5 separate regions of the Mus musculus genome follow, and regions 1, 3, 4 and 5 are each linked to region 2. The links are chromatin contacts, called in public Hi-C, HiChIP or PLAC-seq and promoter capture Hi-C maps. All regions are on one chromosome and are shown on one strand. Each heading gives the region's core, a stretch centred on a gene start, on an enhancer-like site or on the middle of the called end of the contact. The rest is flanking DNA. Distances are from core to core; before and after follow the strand shown. Region 1 holds the start of Adm (adrenomedullin). Region 2 holds the start of Akip1 (A kinase (PRKA) interacting protein 1). Region 3 holds the start of Tub (tubby bipartite transcription factor). Region 4 has its middle 17 kb from the start of Gm28863. Region 5 holds the start of Swap70 (SWA-70 protein).

Region 1 (3,312 bases), core at 609-3,108, 920 kb after region 2:
GTGACCCCGGCCACAAGTTGGCAACAGGTATGTTGCATCTTCAAAGAGACTGACAGCTGCGCGGTATCAACAGACAATCCGGGGATGAAATGAAAGGAAGGGTACAGAACGGGACAGAAGCGAGAAAAAGTTCTAGGGTCAAGTTCTAGGGTTCTGTGCTACATGTGCTGCTTGGTGCAGACAGGCTAGCCACTGGCCAGGGCTGCTGCGGTGACTGTCCCACGGCCCAGAAGGCCCTAAGGCGGGCCAGTTCGCCTAGCTGCAGCCCTTTCAACATCCGTGTCCCAAGCCCCTACCAGAAGCAGAACCTGGGAATCTGTCCCCTGCCCAAGGGGGAACTCCGTTTTGCAGTTTTAGGAGGATAAGTAATCTCGGCGCGGCCATTTCTCCCCCAGGTGCAATGTCCATGGTTGTCTGGAGGGTGACAAACGGGCTGAACCAGCAGTGCTTAGCATAGTCTGCGCTGTGAGCAAGGTCCGCGGGACAGGAATGCCTAGTCGGTTTTGCTCTTGGTCTAACACTTAGAGGCAGATAAGGTAGGACACTGGGAGATCTGCCGGGGTCGCCAGGAAGAGGACATGAGTTGTCTGTGTCCACATCACCAGGGCTGGGGGCTAGGAGCTGTCGTAGGTCATGTCTTTAGCTTCGGGACCTTCCGGGAGACCTGCATGCGGAGCTACGCCTGTCGCCCAGTTTGGCCCTAGAAGGGAAGAAAGTGAACTCACGGATCTGTGAAGAGCACCAGCCCGTGGCAAACGTGTTCGAACTGATTCATCGTGAATTAGCACATATCTCTGGGCTAGGCGGGGGCCGGCATTCTCCCCCCACCTGATGAGAATGGTGACCCCAGCCAGAAAACCGAGCCGCTGTGCCCCAGTCTTTTGAGTCCAGACTCTACAGCTTCCCACCTTTAGTGTGACTGGGCAATAGACTTACCCTTTCGGCACTTCACTTTAATTCAAGAGAACACCAGCTCGGGAGTGTAGAGATCAAAAGCGATTGGGATCTGGCTGGGATTTGTCAACTGTAAAGTGATTAACATATGTGAGGCATTAGTGTGCTCCCAGTCAGTCAATCCTCACGTTTATGATGGATGAATGAAGGCAGTCAGGTCAACTCGCAGGTCATAGCCTTATAAGGGATAATAGTATCACAAGGAAGAAAACAAAACTATCTCTCTTCCTAATTTTGGCTATTCCTGTATTTCCAAATAGGAATGTGAGTTCTGAATTTTCAGATAACTACCCTCTCCAAACCCCAATTTCCAATTCAGCTGTTCCCAGTTCTGCCCTTATTACGAAATCCGTACTGGCTAGTCTATCGAGAAACCCCTCAGTCCCAGTCACTGGAGACTGAGCCTCTCCCTTCCAGGTGTACCCTGCGGGCACAGATGGGGGTCGAGGCTCAGTCAGGTGCTAAGCCGGCAGGGGGCGCGGTCCATTTGAGGTCACAGCTCCCCAAGTCCGGGGTTTTGGTTATCCATGTGTCCCACCCGTCTCCCGGTTCTTGCAGCACTGTCCAGGAAGCTCAGATCAGCACTCTGGGTTGTACACATTATGGGCAAAGGATTCACCCCACCCGAGTTGTTCTGGTTCCCCTTCCCTTCTCACTGTTTGAACTCTATGCTGGGAAATTAGGGCAAGGGAAGTCCTGCTCCAGTCTAATCTCTCAGAGCGGATCTCTGAGATGTCTAGCCACAGGGGACCTCTTACCCCTACCCCCCATACCCACAGGCAAGCTGCAGGGCAGGTCTGGTTTTAGAAGCAAGCACGCTGGAGAGGGAGGACTCCAGGGCAAATCTGACCACGCCCACCGTCCGCCCCTGAGCGCTTATAAGACGCTGGAGCTGGTGCTCACTAGTCAGTGGTTTCTTGGTGACACTAGACAGAGCAACTCCAGCGTTACCGCTCCCGCTCCTGGTTTCTCGGCTTCTCATCGCAGTCAATCTTGGACTTTGGGGTTTTGCTACTGTCAGAAGGACTTCTTTCTGCTTCAAGTGCTTGACAACGCACCCCTTTATCAGGTAGGAACCGCTGGCCTCCAGCATGTTAGGGAGGGGGACGGCTTTGCCAAAGCCCCAAAACTTGCAGAGCTGGACAAGGGGGAACAACCCACTTTAGGGTATCCAATGTAGAGAACACCTCATTGCCCAGGTCTAGCTCATGCGCACAGCTGGAGCTCTCTTGAGATCCCCCCTCCTCCTTGGGCTGAGATCCTGGGACTTTAGTTGGAAACCTCTGGAAGCCTGGCACTTCTCAATGGCTTCCTTTGCCTTGCTTGTCACCCACCCGGCCAGCGCAAAAATCTCCGGTGTTTCTCTGCGCCAGTGGGGGAGATAAGCAGCTGAGCCAGGAAGAGCGCTGCCAAGCGGCTCCCCGTCCTGCCGCCACCCTTCGCGTGCTGACGGGATCGTGCTGCTGGCCCGGTTGCTCACACTCGGTGTCTTGTTCCTTTCCAGGGTATCAGAGCATCGCCACAGAATGAAGCTGGTTTCCATCACCCTGATGTTATTGGGTTCACTCGCTTTCCTAGGCGCGGACACTGCAGGGCCAGATACTCCTTCGCAGTTCCGAAAGAAGTGAGTTTGGGCCGTGCTTTCTTTCTTCACTTTGAATACCTGGCAATGAGAGAAAACTGAGAGATGGTCTGGAGGTGTTACAAAGGGAGTGGAGCTGGCTGGGACATCACTTGAACTTAGGCCAAACGCATCTGCTTGTGTTTTCTAGGTGGAATAAGTGGGCGCTAAGTCGTGGGAAGAGGGAACTACAAGCATCCAGCAGCTACCCTACGGGACTCGCTGATGAGACGACAGTTCCTACCCAGACTCTTGATCCATTCCTGGACGAGCAGAACACAACTGGCCCCCTACAAGCCAGGTAACTATGCTCTCTGCAGAGGATGTGCCCTCTCCACTACTCTGACCCTGGGGATTGTCCTGGCTGCACTGCAGCTGAGGCTCCGGCGGAGGGAACGGGTTCCAGGTCCCTCGGGTACTGCATGGCTCCGGTCCCAGGTGGTTGGGACCAAAGCCCCGGTTGATGAGGTGTCCTTCCTTCTTCACAGCAATCAGAGCGAAGCCCACATTCGTGTCAAACGCTACCGCCAGAGCATGAACCAGGGTTCCCGCAGCAATGGATGCCGCTTCGGGACCTGCACATTTCAGAAATTGGCCCACCAGATCTACCAGCTAACAGACAAAGACAAGGACGGCATGGCTCCCAGAAACAAGATCAGCCCTCAAGGCTATGGCCGCCGGCGCCGGCGTTCCCTGCTGGAGGTCCTCCGGTCCCGGACTGTGGAGTCCTCCCAGGA
Region 2 (2,997 bases), core at 12-2,511:
TTGTATGAATCGCCAGAAAAAGGCAAATTTATGGGGATGTCAATCAGAATAGAGGCTACCTAGATCCTGAAGTTGAAGTGAGAATCATTCATCAATAAGAACTAGACTACTTTTTACTCATTTTTTATGTGTGTGAATGTAGTACATGTGTGCCAAAGAAAGTGTATGGAGGTCTGAGGACAACTTTTGGGAGTCCGTTCTCACCTTCTGCCATGTGTAAGGCAGGGTCTTGCTTGTTGCTACTGCTAGACTATATAATTCAAGGTGTCTAGTCCAGGAGTTCTAGCCAATTTCCTGTCCTCACCTCTTATGTCACTGTTGCAGGGTAGGGCTGACAGATGCACACTACAGATCCTGGCTTCTGGCATGGATTTCAAGGAATCTCAGGTAGCTAGGTTTGTGGGCAAATGTTTCTCTATTCACACTACTTAAGGACTGAGAATTCCTTTGTGTCCTGTGAGGGACCCACCCCGCACTGAGCAATGTTCCTTAAAGTGGAACTTTCTCCCCATTCACGCCCTGCTGCTCACCAGGGGGTGTCACTCCCGCTGAGACCCAGGGCTTTCACCATAGCCCCATGGTGTTCTGAAAGGTATCTGATCCATTTCTTACTTTAAAAAGTGATACGATTGATGCTTGAATGGTAGGTCCAGATCCCAGGACCAAAGAGACTGAAAGCCAGCCTGGTCTACATAGTGAGGGTTTGCACAGTGAGACTGTCAAAAACAAACAAACAAATAAACCTCCAACAAAATTGTGTGAATCTGTTCTTCCAAGGGAGGAATGAGGAAGCTGCAGGAAGGGAATGACGGGATTCCCCACTCACCACTCCACTACATCCTCTACCAACCTGCCAAGAAATACCTGCCATCCCCTGGAGTCTTACCAGTCCCCTCACCCACAGTTCCAAGACCTCCGTCTGGCCTCCATCCCCAGCCTTGAGAGTTCTTCTGACAGAATGCCCTTTCCCCAGCACTACCTCCTCAGTCGCGTTGGTCCGCTAGCCTCATCACCTCCTCACACAAAAGTGGTTCTGGAGTGGCGAGACCCCTGAATACGGTCCGCATGCACCTACTCTCACAAATGTTTTTAGCGCAACGAGTCACGGGATCCACACTGACCTGTCGCGGCAAGAAAGTCCTCGAACGACAACAAGCGCCCGCTTCGCGTCTGAAGCTGATTAAGGCTGGGCCCACGTGCCCCTCGACCCGGCCCCGCCCACACCGGCTCCGCCCATCGCCAGGCCCCGCCCACGGCGCGCAGCAGTTAGCTTGGCAACTGGCGCGAAAGAAGGGCCGCGGGAACACGGAAGGCGTGTCCGTGTGAGCGCTATGCGCGTGCGCCCGGAGAAGCAGGCCGGGTGAGGGGCTGTACCCAGGGTCTGAGAGGCGGAAGTGCAAGGGGCAGGGGTCCTGCCTGCTAGTTCCTCCCCACTTGGATTGCGCGATGCAGGCGAAGGGGGAGTTGGGGTCGCGGGGAAGTTGCCGCCCGGATCCGGGCCTAGTTGACTTGTCTGTGTATGTGTCCAGGGAGACATGGAATACTGTCTGGCGGCCGCGGCGCTGAACGGAGTGGACCGGCGCTCGCTCCAGCGCTCTGCTCGGCTGGGGAGGGAAGTATTGGAGCGCGCCAAGAGGAGGGCAGTGGACTGGCATTCTCCAGAGCGATCCAGAGGCAACGTGGGGGTCCTTTACCGCCAGGGCCCCTACCAGGAAAGATGGTCGGTCCCTGGTTCCCAGCGCCTCCTAGGAGAGGTGAGGCCGGGAGCTGGGGGACTGTCTAGTCATTCTCCGCCGCCACTGGGCGGGAGGAAGCCTCCCATGTCCAGAAGATGTAACGCATTGGAGCAAAAGTGGAAACGTTGTTTGGAAACTGCTTTTGACACGGTCTCGTATAGCCCAGGCTGGCCTTGAACTCTTGCCTACGATTTAGGTACTAGTATTAAAGAGGTTGTGTACAAGCACGGTGTGACCCAATTCTTTTTGAATAACAAAAGAATAGTAGTATTCTGCTTACTTATAACATAAAATTTCTTACCGGGTGTGGTGGTGCACACCATTAATCTCAGCATCCAGGAGGCAGAAGCAGACAGATCTCTTGAGTTCGAGATTAGCCTGTTCTACATAGCAAGTTTCAAGCCATCGTGTGTTACCTAGTGAAACCCTGTCTAAAGTAAATAAATACAATTCTTAGTGTGGTGCCAGAACTTGGGAGGTCGGGGCTAAGGATCAAGTACAAAGTCTTCCTAGTGTACATGTGATCTTGTCTCAAAAAATCATAAACAACAATAACAGTTCTTTCCCATTACTCAATAGTGAGTAAAGCCAGCCAACCAGTTATTTTAGTTCCTGGATAAATTGCACATCTAGTTTACAGAGTTGGATTTTTTTTTTTTTTTCTCAGCAAGATCCTTCTTACCAGTTTCAGCTTGCAGAAGCTTTCCTAAAAGTGAAAAAGGGCTATTTCTCAAATGATGTCCTTCTCCAGTAGGGGATTTGTAGGTCTCACCTATGACTTGCCATTTATTACAACAGAGAGAAGAAAGGTGCCCAACCCTTAGCTCTTCCTTCGGAGCAATGGCTGAATTCATGGACTATACTTCAAGTCAGTGTGGGGTAAGTTGGTGTGATCTGGACTTGGGAAGAATCAGTCATCTCTCCCAGGACCTATAGTCCTTCATGGGAGCAGATTATAATCAGTTACGTAAGCCAGGTGGTAATGCAAGCACATTGACGCATTTCCTAAGTCTAGCTGTTGAGGATAAACAAAGCACAAATGTTCTCCCGCCTCTTCTGAGTTTTCAGTCATGTGAAGGAGTATTGCGCTTCTTTGCTGAATCCCACAGTTACTTGATTTGAGGGTGTTTCCTTTTTCCTTTGAAATGAAGTGAAAATCTCCAGGATCACACCTGAATTGTTTTGTTTTCAAAATGTGCTGAATCCAAAACTTCAAGTCTGTTTGTTAGGGTTTGTTTTTTGTTGTTGTTTTTCTAGACAG
Region 3 (3,103 bases), core at 447-2,946, 690 kb before region 2:
TCAGTGCCTCTCATACACCCTTTTTTCAGGTCTTCGGCCTAAAGGACAGCAGCCTCTGGGGGAGTAGCTTTGCTGCTGTCCTCTGGCTTCCAGGGAAGGAGGGACAAACTAGCCCTCTGCTGCTCTGAAGACCAGGCAGCAGCTTTACACTGCACCCTACTCTTGGGAGATTTTCTTGGGAGGTCCAGTATGACAGTAATAGCCCTTAGGAGGTTAATAAATAACCCAAGTGAACAGGGTTTGGGGAGCTAAGATCTCACTCTAGACAGATAAGGATTTAAGAGTAAACACATGCACAGCACATGGACTACTGGGAAGCAGAGGATGGAGACTGTGGACTGGGAGTTAGTATGTGAATGCTGGCTTCACCGAGGACTACCTGTGCAGCCTTGAGCATTGTGCTTGTCTTCTCTGTGCTTCATTTCCTCTGCTGAAAAAAAAATCTATCTATCTATCTATCTATCTATCTATCTATCTATCTATCTATTTATCTATATATATATATATACAGTTCCTAGGCCAGTCGTTAATGAAGTTATTTAAATCTCACCTAACAAAGCCCCAACCCCTGATAGCTCACCAAGCAGTCCATATATCATCATTATTGTATTTGTAGTTTATGGGTCAGACAAGGCTGAGAAGCTGGAATAAGCCCCAGGGGCAGGTTCTGGCTTGGCTCCAGGGCAGTAAGATGAGACCCACCCTAAACATGGGGGTCATTACCACACTCCTCCCAGTGCTGCCAGAATATCTCTCCATGGAGGCTCTACTGCATATCCGGTGCTGCTGAGCCTAAGGTACACTTGAGGAGTGTATAGGGTCTGTGTTCATCAGTAGTCCCTTCCCTGATCCCCATTATGAGGTTCAGGCTGGCCTTCCAGCCTCCTACGTTGCTGGATACCTGGCCTCTCCCTTCTTCCATCTAGCCCTATTATGGATCTTCCATCTTTCCCTCCCCTGCCTGTTATTAAATGTAGGTCCTCTGTACAGCCATCTCAGCAGCATTCAAGGTTAGGAGGATCTTTCTTGAGATTTTGCTGCCCTCCAAAAGGGCTTTGAGAGATGAGAGACCCTGGTTCAACTTCAGCTCCAACACTTCCTTGTTCCTTGCCCTTCGGTCAAGCCATTTCTCAGACTTCATTCCCTGGGAAATAGGGATAAAATATTTGCTTGTCAAAGCTGTTGTGCCCGCTAATGCTCCAACTTTCTAAGGACCTGGAGTGCAACCGTAAACAGAACTCTTCCCTTGGTTGTGGAAACGTGGATGGGAAGCGTAAGGTCCAAAAGAATGACCCAGGCAGAGGAAACACCGTTTACTTAACTAAAGATCAGAAGGTTATGGAGGCAGGCACATGAAATGGGAAGTTGAGAAGGAAACAGGGACTCAGTCAGTACTCAGACCAGAGGCTCCCTGAGTTGAGTCCAGGGTAAATCTGAGATAGTCAAGGACTGAGGGATAGCTGAGGTCCTAGAGGGAGAAACTGAGGCTAGGTGACAGCATCCTTCCGGCAGAGAGTGGGCATCCCGCGCGGTCTGCATCCACCGGCCAGGGTGGGGTCTCCGTCGAGGCGGGGCCAGGGGCGGGGCGGCGGCTGCCACGCAGGGCTCAGCCTGGGGCGCGAGACCCGGCGCCTGCGGTGCGGACTGCCTCTCCCGCCTCAGGCGCGCTCCAGCCCGCGCGCTCCCGGTGCCCCGCGCACTCCCGCCGCCTCTCCCGAGCGCTGCACCGCGCACAGACAACCGTTCTGGGAGCCCGCGGCCGGGGCCCTGGCGTGCAGAGAGGGCCTCGGCGGGGCCCAGCGGTCGGGCCGGGGAGGATGCGGCCCGGGGCGGCCCGAGAGTTGAGCAGGGTCCCCGCGCCAGCCCCGAGCGGTCCCGGCCACCGGAGCCGCAGCCGCCGCCCCGCCCCCGGGAGACATGACTTCCAAGCCGCATTCCGACTGGATTCCTTACAGGTACGCGGGCCCGGCTTCCCCGGCTCCAGGGCATGTTCGGACCCCCATTCCAACGCTGAGGGCGGGGAGGAGGACGGGAGCGCGCAGCCAGGGCACCCACCATCCTCCGAGTCGGGATGCAGCGTCGGTCGGGGCCATCTGGCCTGGAGGCAGGGTACTGCTCCCTCAGTCTCCTTTCCAACACCGGGAGCGCGGGTTGGAGGTGCCGGGCTTTTCCATCCCAACTTTGAGGGCCTCAAAGCCACCTGCCCTTTTCCACCCTTCTCAACACCCAAAGCTTCTTAAAAGATCTCTAGCCTTGTTGAGTCGGGTGGCACATGGAGAAAGGAACTGCTGTGAGCCAGCCGCCCCCTAGGCCCAGCACCCAGGACATGCGTCTGGATAGCTTGTGCGCACACATCCCTGCATCTTCACGCTTGCACACAAACAGAGCATCTGCGCGCTGGGCCAAATATGTCCCTGCTGTTCAGTTCATATCCCCAAAGCATGGATTTGCTGAGATGGTTAGAACCCAGGCCACATGGCAGCTTACATGTACCCATATATCTCAGTAGACCTTAATTTGGGGGCTGCACAGGTGCATACATTCAAATCTGTGCGTATAGGAATACACCGTATTACCTACTCATAAGTACTATTCAGTACCTTTCAGAGATGCTTGTTAGTGGAACTAGCTCACAATTCAGAGAATTGCTCTCACACACGCTCACGTGCACTCAAGAGCATTGACCAACCTCCTGTTCCTGGATACTTGGTTGGGCAGACCTAAGAGAGACTCGGGTTTTCTTGTGTGGGTGGTGGGGGAGGGGTGGTCTCCAGCCTCACACAGGTGCAGGCCTTTCTCCATCCACTACTCAATTCTATTACCAGGGAAAAGAGCTCATTGCCATAGCAGCGCCACATCCGTGGCCACTCATTGGCTCTCTAGTTGCCATGGGCTACCGGGCTGTCTCTAAAGCCTCCTGAAGAGGCATGTGTGTAAAAAGGGAGCTGGACTGCTAAGACCCACTTTTTATTGCTGACCCAGGTGCACATTTGTTGGTTTGCAGAATCAGACACTCAGGACCCACATAGCCCATGAAGGAAAGTGATCCTGACAGAGTCCTTCCAAAGAGTCGGTCCAGACAGAACCCCAATTAGAAACCAGC
Region 4 (2,859 bases), core at 221-2,720, 940 kb after region 2:
TTTTTTTTAAGTCAAATCTGATAGTTTTTAGATGACATAAAGTATTAAGGAAATGACCCTTGATAGTTTCTCCTATCAGACTGAGCCTGATAAGACCAGGTATACGATGGCTCATTACTCAATGTCTTGCGCCACAGCTCCTACTTAGGCCCACATTTATTGAATGACTGAGCTGATCACCTATGCACTCATCTGCAGAAATCCTGGAGGAGGTAGGGGTGGGGGTGGGGGAAGGGAGGAAGGAGTAGGAGGAAGGCTTCTCAGAATTACTCAGATGAACAGCTCATGGTATACAAAGCATACATACTAGAGTGTGACGAGGAGACAAAAGGTACACTATAGAGGCTTCAAAATACAGATGCATTGCTTTTAGAGTAAGTATGGCTCTTGATAAATTCACAAAAACTCATAACACGCAAAATTCCTTCCACCCGTGTCTTGCCCTGTTACTGTGGTTCACAAGCTTGTGTTGTGTTTATGTTTCATGCATTTTCTTGTTTATGTCCAGTTGTTCTTCTCTAGGGTTGTGTAAAGGCTTTGGGAATGTTCTAGCCTGGCTCAGCCATGGCAAGAGGCCAGCCACTAAAGCAATATTTCCTCTTGGGGGGCTGATGTGATCTCAGCAATGGAAAGTGAGGGGACCCAAGACAGGAAAACCCTTGCAGGTCTGGGGTAATGGTTTCAGCTTTTCCTTCCTCTCGGGATACTCATGACAGCTCTTAGTTCTAGAAGATCCTGGGTCATTTCACTTCTCATCTTCAGGCAGGGAACAACTGTTTAGTGAATAATAAGCTAAATGCTTCCTGGGATTGCTTGGAGATCTGTGGGAGCCCACCCACCATCTCTTGTATCTGCTGTGTTCTTGCTCACCCCAGAAGACTCAGCCTATGCTCCAAGTTCCTGCCAGAAAGTTCTACCTGCTCCTTCACCCTGAGTTGGTGGAGAGAGAGGGGATAGCAACTGCTGAGAGAACTCCAGATGATCAGAAGGTTGGACAACCGATTGGCAGGTCACAAGGCCACCATAGCCGCAGCCTGACAAAGGTTCCCACACAAGGGCATGTGTAGGCTCTATGATGAGCATGTGGACAAGGCCGTTGCTTCTTCAACAAGCTTGCCTTTTGATGAGCAAAGTGGTGTGCGTGCCGGGTGGTGTCAGGGCATGATTGTTTCCCATTGTTTTTGATACCAGCTTTTATGCCTTCTGTTGTGTCTGGTAACTAAGATGCTGTCAAGAAAATACAGCAAGGCTTCTCTGAGCTGAAAAAGAGCACTTTTGCAATTAGCCTTTTGTCCCTTAGGTCTGTTTCTCTTAGAACAAATGTAATCTTACTCGCTACAGACTGTCTAAAATAGCTTTTCTGATGAGTCACCTAAAAGTAAAGTTGCAGATAGCCTATTGTTTCAGCCATAGCCAGCCAACTACTAGTTACACTCACTGGGGGACGGCTGCTCTATGCTCACATGTATTTTGAGGCCAGCCTTAAAAACATCCAGAGAGCATGAAATGCCTCAGACCATGCCTTGGTACTATGCATCTCAGAAGTTCAATTTGGTTCCTCAGGACCCAAGACACGTGAGGATTTTGCCCTCAGTCATTACGACCCCACCCCCACCCTCCGCACACGCGCAGCACAGGAGTGTGCGCAGAACCTTAGGGAAATCTCCAGGAGGCCATGCTGAAGGGTCAGAGGACTTTGTAGTTGCTCTGAGGAAGAAACGAAAGCTTTAAACAGAACATCGTGCCATGGCTTGAAAGGTCATTATCTAGTTCACACTTACCTCAGAATCTAAATATTGTCTGAAAATGGATAAGTTTGCCAGGACCGCGAGCAGTGAAATCACTCAAAATAGCTCTTAGGAATCTTCAAGGCCAGTGTGGCTCGGGCCGGCCATTGACACTCAAAGCCATTGCTGCCTGTGGGAGGAATTCAGCAGCAGTGAGACGGGGCAGCTGCTTAGAGGAAGGGTTTTCCTCCGTAGTCCTTGAAAACTGTAGATGCCTCTCTTCTTCAAGTGAGTCAACTTTGTCTCTCTTCCATCACCGGCAAGCGTGGGGAGGAGACTGGTGCTCTTCAAGTGGGTTCCTCAGCGCTGCAGACCTCTGAACAGTCTGCCCTCCCCCAACCCCAAGCTGTGGTGGCAGTGCCCATGTGGTGTCTTAGTAGGCAGCAGTGGCTACCAGCTTTACTTTGCTCCTGGCCGGGCCGCACCCTGGATTGGCTAAAGCCAGGTTACCTCCTTCCAGGCAGCTGCAGGGGTCAAAGTCCAGAGGAGTTCTTCCCAAGTAAACAAGTCGGACAAAGGCAGTTCCCAGCAGTACACGGGGCTGCACTCCAGAAGGCTGTTTGCAAATCTGTCCTTTGGAATCTGGAAGACTATTCCTGAGGAGGAACAATGTTATACTTTGTGGCAACATTCCCAGGCTATCCCATACCACTGAATGGACCCAGAACGGACTTATAATGAAGTGTTCTGGGCATAACGTTGTAGGCAATAGAGACATTTACTGAGCCCTGTAGGATACGGTGTGATATGTGAATTCAAAGTTAACCCCAGCTTTGTAGAGGGTTGACTTGGTGCCTTCCACTCTGCATTTGAGCAGCACCATCCTTTGGGCTCAGGTCCAGACTGACTAATAAGGAGGAAAAACGCTGAACCCGGCCATGGCACTCCTCTCTCTGCTTCCTGACTTAGATGCAATGTGACCAGCTGTTCTGTGCTGTGACACCATCGACTTCCTTACCACAATGGACTGTACTTTCAAACTGTGAGCAAAAATAGACCCTTCCTTCCTTAGGCTATTTTAGGTGTTTGTGAAATTTATTTTTATCTTATGCATGTGGATGTTTAGCCCACG
Region 5 (3,100 bases), core at 417-2,916, 520 kb after region 2:
TCTCTCTGCCTTTCTCTGCCTCTACAACTCTCTTAACTCCCCTCCCCATGCCCTGAATAAACTCTATTCTATACTATACCATGCTGTGTGGCTGGTCTCTCAGGGGGAAGGGATGCCTTGGCATGGGCCCGCAGAGGTACCCCCTTCCCCCACACCCAGATAGAACATATTCTTATAGCTCTTTCTCTTTTTATGATCACAATATTCCCTCTGCCCTTAAACTCATTGATGCAGCTTATTCTTTTTTTTTCTTTTTTTTTGACTCTTTCCAAATTAGTTTATCTCTCCTGTCCCCTTTAAAATAAGACATATGTGGACATCAAGAAGTTTATTAATTTACAGGCAGGGTTTCATTTAGTCCTGGCTAGCTTCAACCTCCATATGTAGCTAAGGATGTCATTGGACTTCTGAATTCCAAGCGCTGGGATTACAGACATGCACCACCATGCCTGGTCTAGCACCGTGTAGTGCTAAGGATAAATTCAGGGCTTTGTACATGTTAGATAAGAGCTCTACCAACTGAGCTACACCATAGGCCCAAAGGAACTTTAAAGAGGAAAAATAAACTACACTTTGATCTGGGAATCCCCTGCTTTTGACTTTTGATAGTTATCCTTTCCATAGTGTCTAAGGATTGTGCTATTGTGATGAGATTCAAGTTACCCAGTCACAGTCACTACCCCAGGCAGTGGGAAAGAGCCTTCTGGACCATCTGGTATCTATGCTCTTTCTATTTGTGGAGAATTTGAAGTCAGAAGAGTTCAAGTGTAAGAGATGCCATCTGGGCACTTCTCTAGGTCTGGATGGATTCTTTTAAGTGGTCAACCATTCTCATTATTAAAATAGATGGAGTGATTTGCATGATTTCCAATAATGGGAGCACAATCCACCAGCGACAGCAACTTTACCTCCGTGAAGCTCTTCCTAGGATGTGAACTGATCCTAAGCGGCAGAGGTTAGAAAGAAAATGTTGCTGGGCTTATTAACTTCTATTTTACTCATTTATTTATTTATTTATTTATTTATTGTAGGTGTGTGGGCATGCGGTGGAAGTCAGGAGACGACTTGCGATTCTCATTCCCCTATGTGGGTTTAGGAGAGAGAACTCAAAATCGTTAGGTTTGGCATCAAGAGCCTTTATCTATGAGCCTTTATAAGCCTATCATTGACTTCTTAACTCTTCTTAAAACTTGTTGCTCTGCCCCTAGAGGCCACTACAGAGGGCCATCAATGCATATTTGCAAAGTGCATGAAGCAACTTTCTTAGATTTCTATTTTTGTTTCTGTCTCCTTCTTTATCCTTCCTGATTTGGGACTGAGCATTCCAGGCTCTGCCTGGACATTTTTCGGGGTCTTGTCTGGCCTCTTAAGACCGTGACTCCATCCCAGGACTGAACCAAGACTCCTTTAATAACTGTGAGACTCCTGCAAAAGCCTCAGTGGCTGATCACTCCAGTCTTGAGTGTTCCTCGGGCTGGTGGGCATTCCTTTGGGAGCACATGCGAGCTTTGAAAATGGCCTGAGTTGGTGTGGAAACCCACCACAAGGACTTTGCGTGTTGTTTACGTCCCCGTAGTGGGCAGAGGGTATCCCAGGGCTGGTTGGTAAGACGGAGGGGCGGGACCAGAGGGGTGTGCCCTTTGGGAGGGCGGGGCCTGCAGCGGTCAGGTGACCGCGCGGCGGGCCGAGTCTTCTGTGGGGATCCTGCAGGAGGCAGAGGCGCTGAGTTGCCGACTGGGCTGACCAGGTCTGTTAGGGCAGCGCGGCCGCGGCCATGAGGGGCTTGAAAGACGAACTGCTCAAAGCCATTTGGCACGCCTTCACCGCGCTCGACCTGGACCGCAGCGGCAAGGTCTCCAAGTCGCAACTCAAGGTGAGCCCCCTGCCGGCGCTCTTCCTGTAGGGCACGGGACCCGCGGCGGTGTCCGCAGGGAGGGCTGCTTGGGAATGTGGCGGGGCGGCGGTCCTCACTCTTCCTCAGGCCTCCGGGCGGTGCGCGGGGGTGGACGCGCTCCTGCGGCTCCCGCGACGGCCGAGGTGCGCTCCGAGAGGCGCCGCGGGACCCGCAGAGCGTCTCCCCCCGCCACGGGCTGTATGGGGGCCCGGGAGCCTCAGGCTCGCCTCCGGGACGCTGAGCAGAGCCTCCCCGCCCCGGCGTCCGCAGACCTTGGGGCCAGTGAGAGCGCGTGCGGAGCGGCCCCGGGTCTTACGGGCTCCCTGCAAAGGCCATTGCTTTTGCAGAGTCCTCCTCAGGGCTGCCTAAAGACTCCAGAGTATGAGGTACGCATAAAGGGATACTTGTAAGTCGAGTAAACCCCAAAGTGGCACCCAGCCAGGAGAAATTGGCAGCGTCTTGAAAAGCCTGAAATATAGAAACAGACAAGAGGAGCCATTCAACAGGCATTTTTAAAATATACACATTTTGGATCTGAATGACTGGGTTTTCTTAGCCTCTTCTAAGAAAAAAAATTTCCGAAGTTTGGGTTTGCTTTGTATATTTTGTGTAGTAAATGAGGAAGTTCTTTTCAGTAGTGACTTTTATTGCCAGCAGGATCTGGCGGGCTCACTTGTTTTCCTTTTGATCTTATTCATTAAATCATAGTCTGGAAGGACCGATGGAAATTAGTCACATACTTTTACTTTAAAAAAAGTAATATACGGGGTCTTGGAGAGATGGATGCTCCGTGGTTAGGGGCGACTGCTCTTCCAGAGGTCCAGAATTCTGTTCCCAGCACCCACGTGGGATAACTCACATAGCTATAGGGGTAGCCTATAATTCCAGCTCCAGGGGCTGCCTCTCGCGTCTGTGGGCAGCAGCACACACATTTTCACATGCACGCTCATAATTTAAAAATAATATTTAAAAAAGTTAATAATAGGTTTTTCTGGTGTACAGTTCAACGAGTTTTAGCACACGTAGGAAGTAACTATCACTAACTAACTAGGATTTCATCAGTTCTGTCCCACAAAGCTTTGTCATACTGCCCCATCTCCAACAGGTGGTAACCACGGATCTGTTCTAGTCTTCCTTTTTCAAGTGTGATATGAATTGGATCTTCTGAAACCAGCTTCCTTTACTCAGATGAATGCCTTAGAAGTT

What was found. Promoter capture Hi-C pulls out the DNA fragments that hold promoters and counts their contacts. Hi-C and Micro-C count contacts between places; a contact is called where the count stands out from the background. HiChIP or PLAC-seq counts read pairs in DNA pulled down with a chosen protein or histone mark.
Region 1: a Hi-C map of B cells shows a contact between it and region 2, with 12 read pairs. The contact joins the promoter of Adm here to the promoter of Akip1 in region 2. A contact is called at or near these places in 9 of 39 promoter capture datasets (3T3-L1-derived adipocytes, the C10 cell line, the HPC-7 cell line and 5 more), 9 of 484 Hi-C or Micro-C datasets (B cells, CD8 T cells, cardiomyocytes and 4 more), 2 of 115 datasets of contacts at active chromatin or transcription factors (T-cell acute lymphoblastic leukemia and embryonic stem cells) and 3 of 9 other capture datasets (adipose tissue, embryonic stem cells and liver).
Region 3: a promoter capture Hi-C map of hippocampal neurons shows a contact between it and region 2, with 2.3 times the contacts expected there. The contact joins the promoter of Tub here to the promoter of Akip1 in region 2. A contact is called at or near these places in 2 of 39 promoter capture datasets (cranial neural crest and hippocampal neurons).
Region 4: a contact with region 2 is called in an HNF4G HiChIP or PLAC-seq map of pancreatic cancer cells. The contact joins the enhancer-like site here to the promoter of Akip1 in region 2. A contact is called at or near these places in 2 of 484 Hi-C or Micro-C datasets (embryonic stem cells and pro-B cells), 2 of 115 datasets of contacts at active chromatin or transcription factors (T-cell acute lymphoblastic leukemia and pancreatic cancer cells) and 2 of 9 other capture datasets (adipose tissue and liver).
Region 5: a contact with region 2 is called in an H3K4me3 HiChIP or PLAC-seq map of embryonic stem cells, with 8 read pairs. The contact joins the promoter of Swap70 here to the promoter of Akip1 in region 2. A contact is called at or near these places in 1 of 39 promoter capture datasets (cranial neural crest) and 3 of 115 datasets of contacts at active chromatin or transcription factors (embryonic stem cells, large pre-B cells and pancreatic cancer cells).

What each region holds. Positions count from the first base shown.
Region 1 is chr7:110,625,799-110,629,110 of GRCm38.p6, forward strand. Adm (adrenomedullin) reads left to right here and starts at 1,859. Exons shown (of 4, transcript NM_009627.2): 1 at 1,859-2,023; 2 at 2,459-2,578; 3 at 2,727-2,876; 4 at 3,064-3,312. The coding sequence starts at 2,481. Gm28863 (a long non-coding RNA gene) reads right to left here. Exons shown (of 3, transcript XR_003946665.1): 2 at 937-2,617; 3 at 1-700.
Region 2 is chr7:109,702,417-109,705,413 of GRCm38.p6, forward strand. It overlaps Akip1 (A kinase (PRKA) interacting protein 1), which reads left to right and starts at 1,262. Exons shown (of 6, transcript NM_020616.2): 1 at 1,262-1,360; 2 at 1,530-1,754; 3 at 2,535-2,615. The coding sequence starts at 1,536. It also overlaps a transcript of Denn2b not described here.
Region 3 is chr7:109,009,184-109,012,286 of GRCm38.p6, forward strand. It overlaps Tub (tubby bipartite transcription factor), which reads left to right and starts at 1,697. Exons shown (of 12, transcript NM_021885.4): 1 at 1,697-1,955. The coding sequence starts at 1,918.
Region 4 is chr7:110,646,666-110,649,524 of GRCm38.p6, forward strand. No RefSeq gene overlaps it. Among named protein-coding and RNA genes, the nearest start is that of Gm28863, 17 kb to the left of the region's middle. Within about 2 kb of position 1,471, at least 77 of the 459 cell types and tissues checked have an H3K27ac peak or open chromatin away from gene starts, as enhancers often do. A contact at or near this core is called in adipose tissue, liver and pancreatic cancer cells, where this site is marked.
Region 5 is chr7:110,220,037-110,223,136 of GRCm38.p6, forward strand. Swap70 (SWA-70 protein) reads left to right here and starts at 1,667. Exons shown (of 12, transcript NM_009302.3): 1 at 1,667-1,873. The coding sequence starts at 1,775.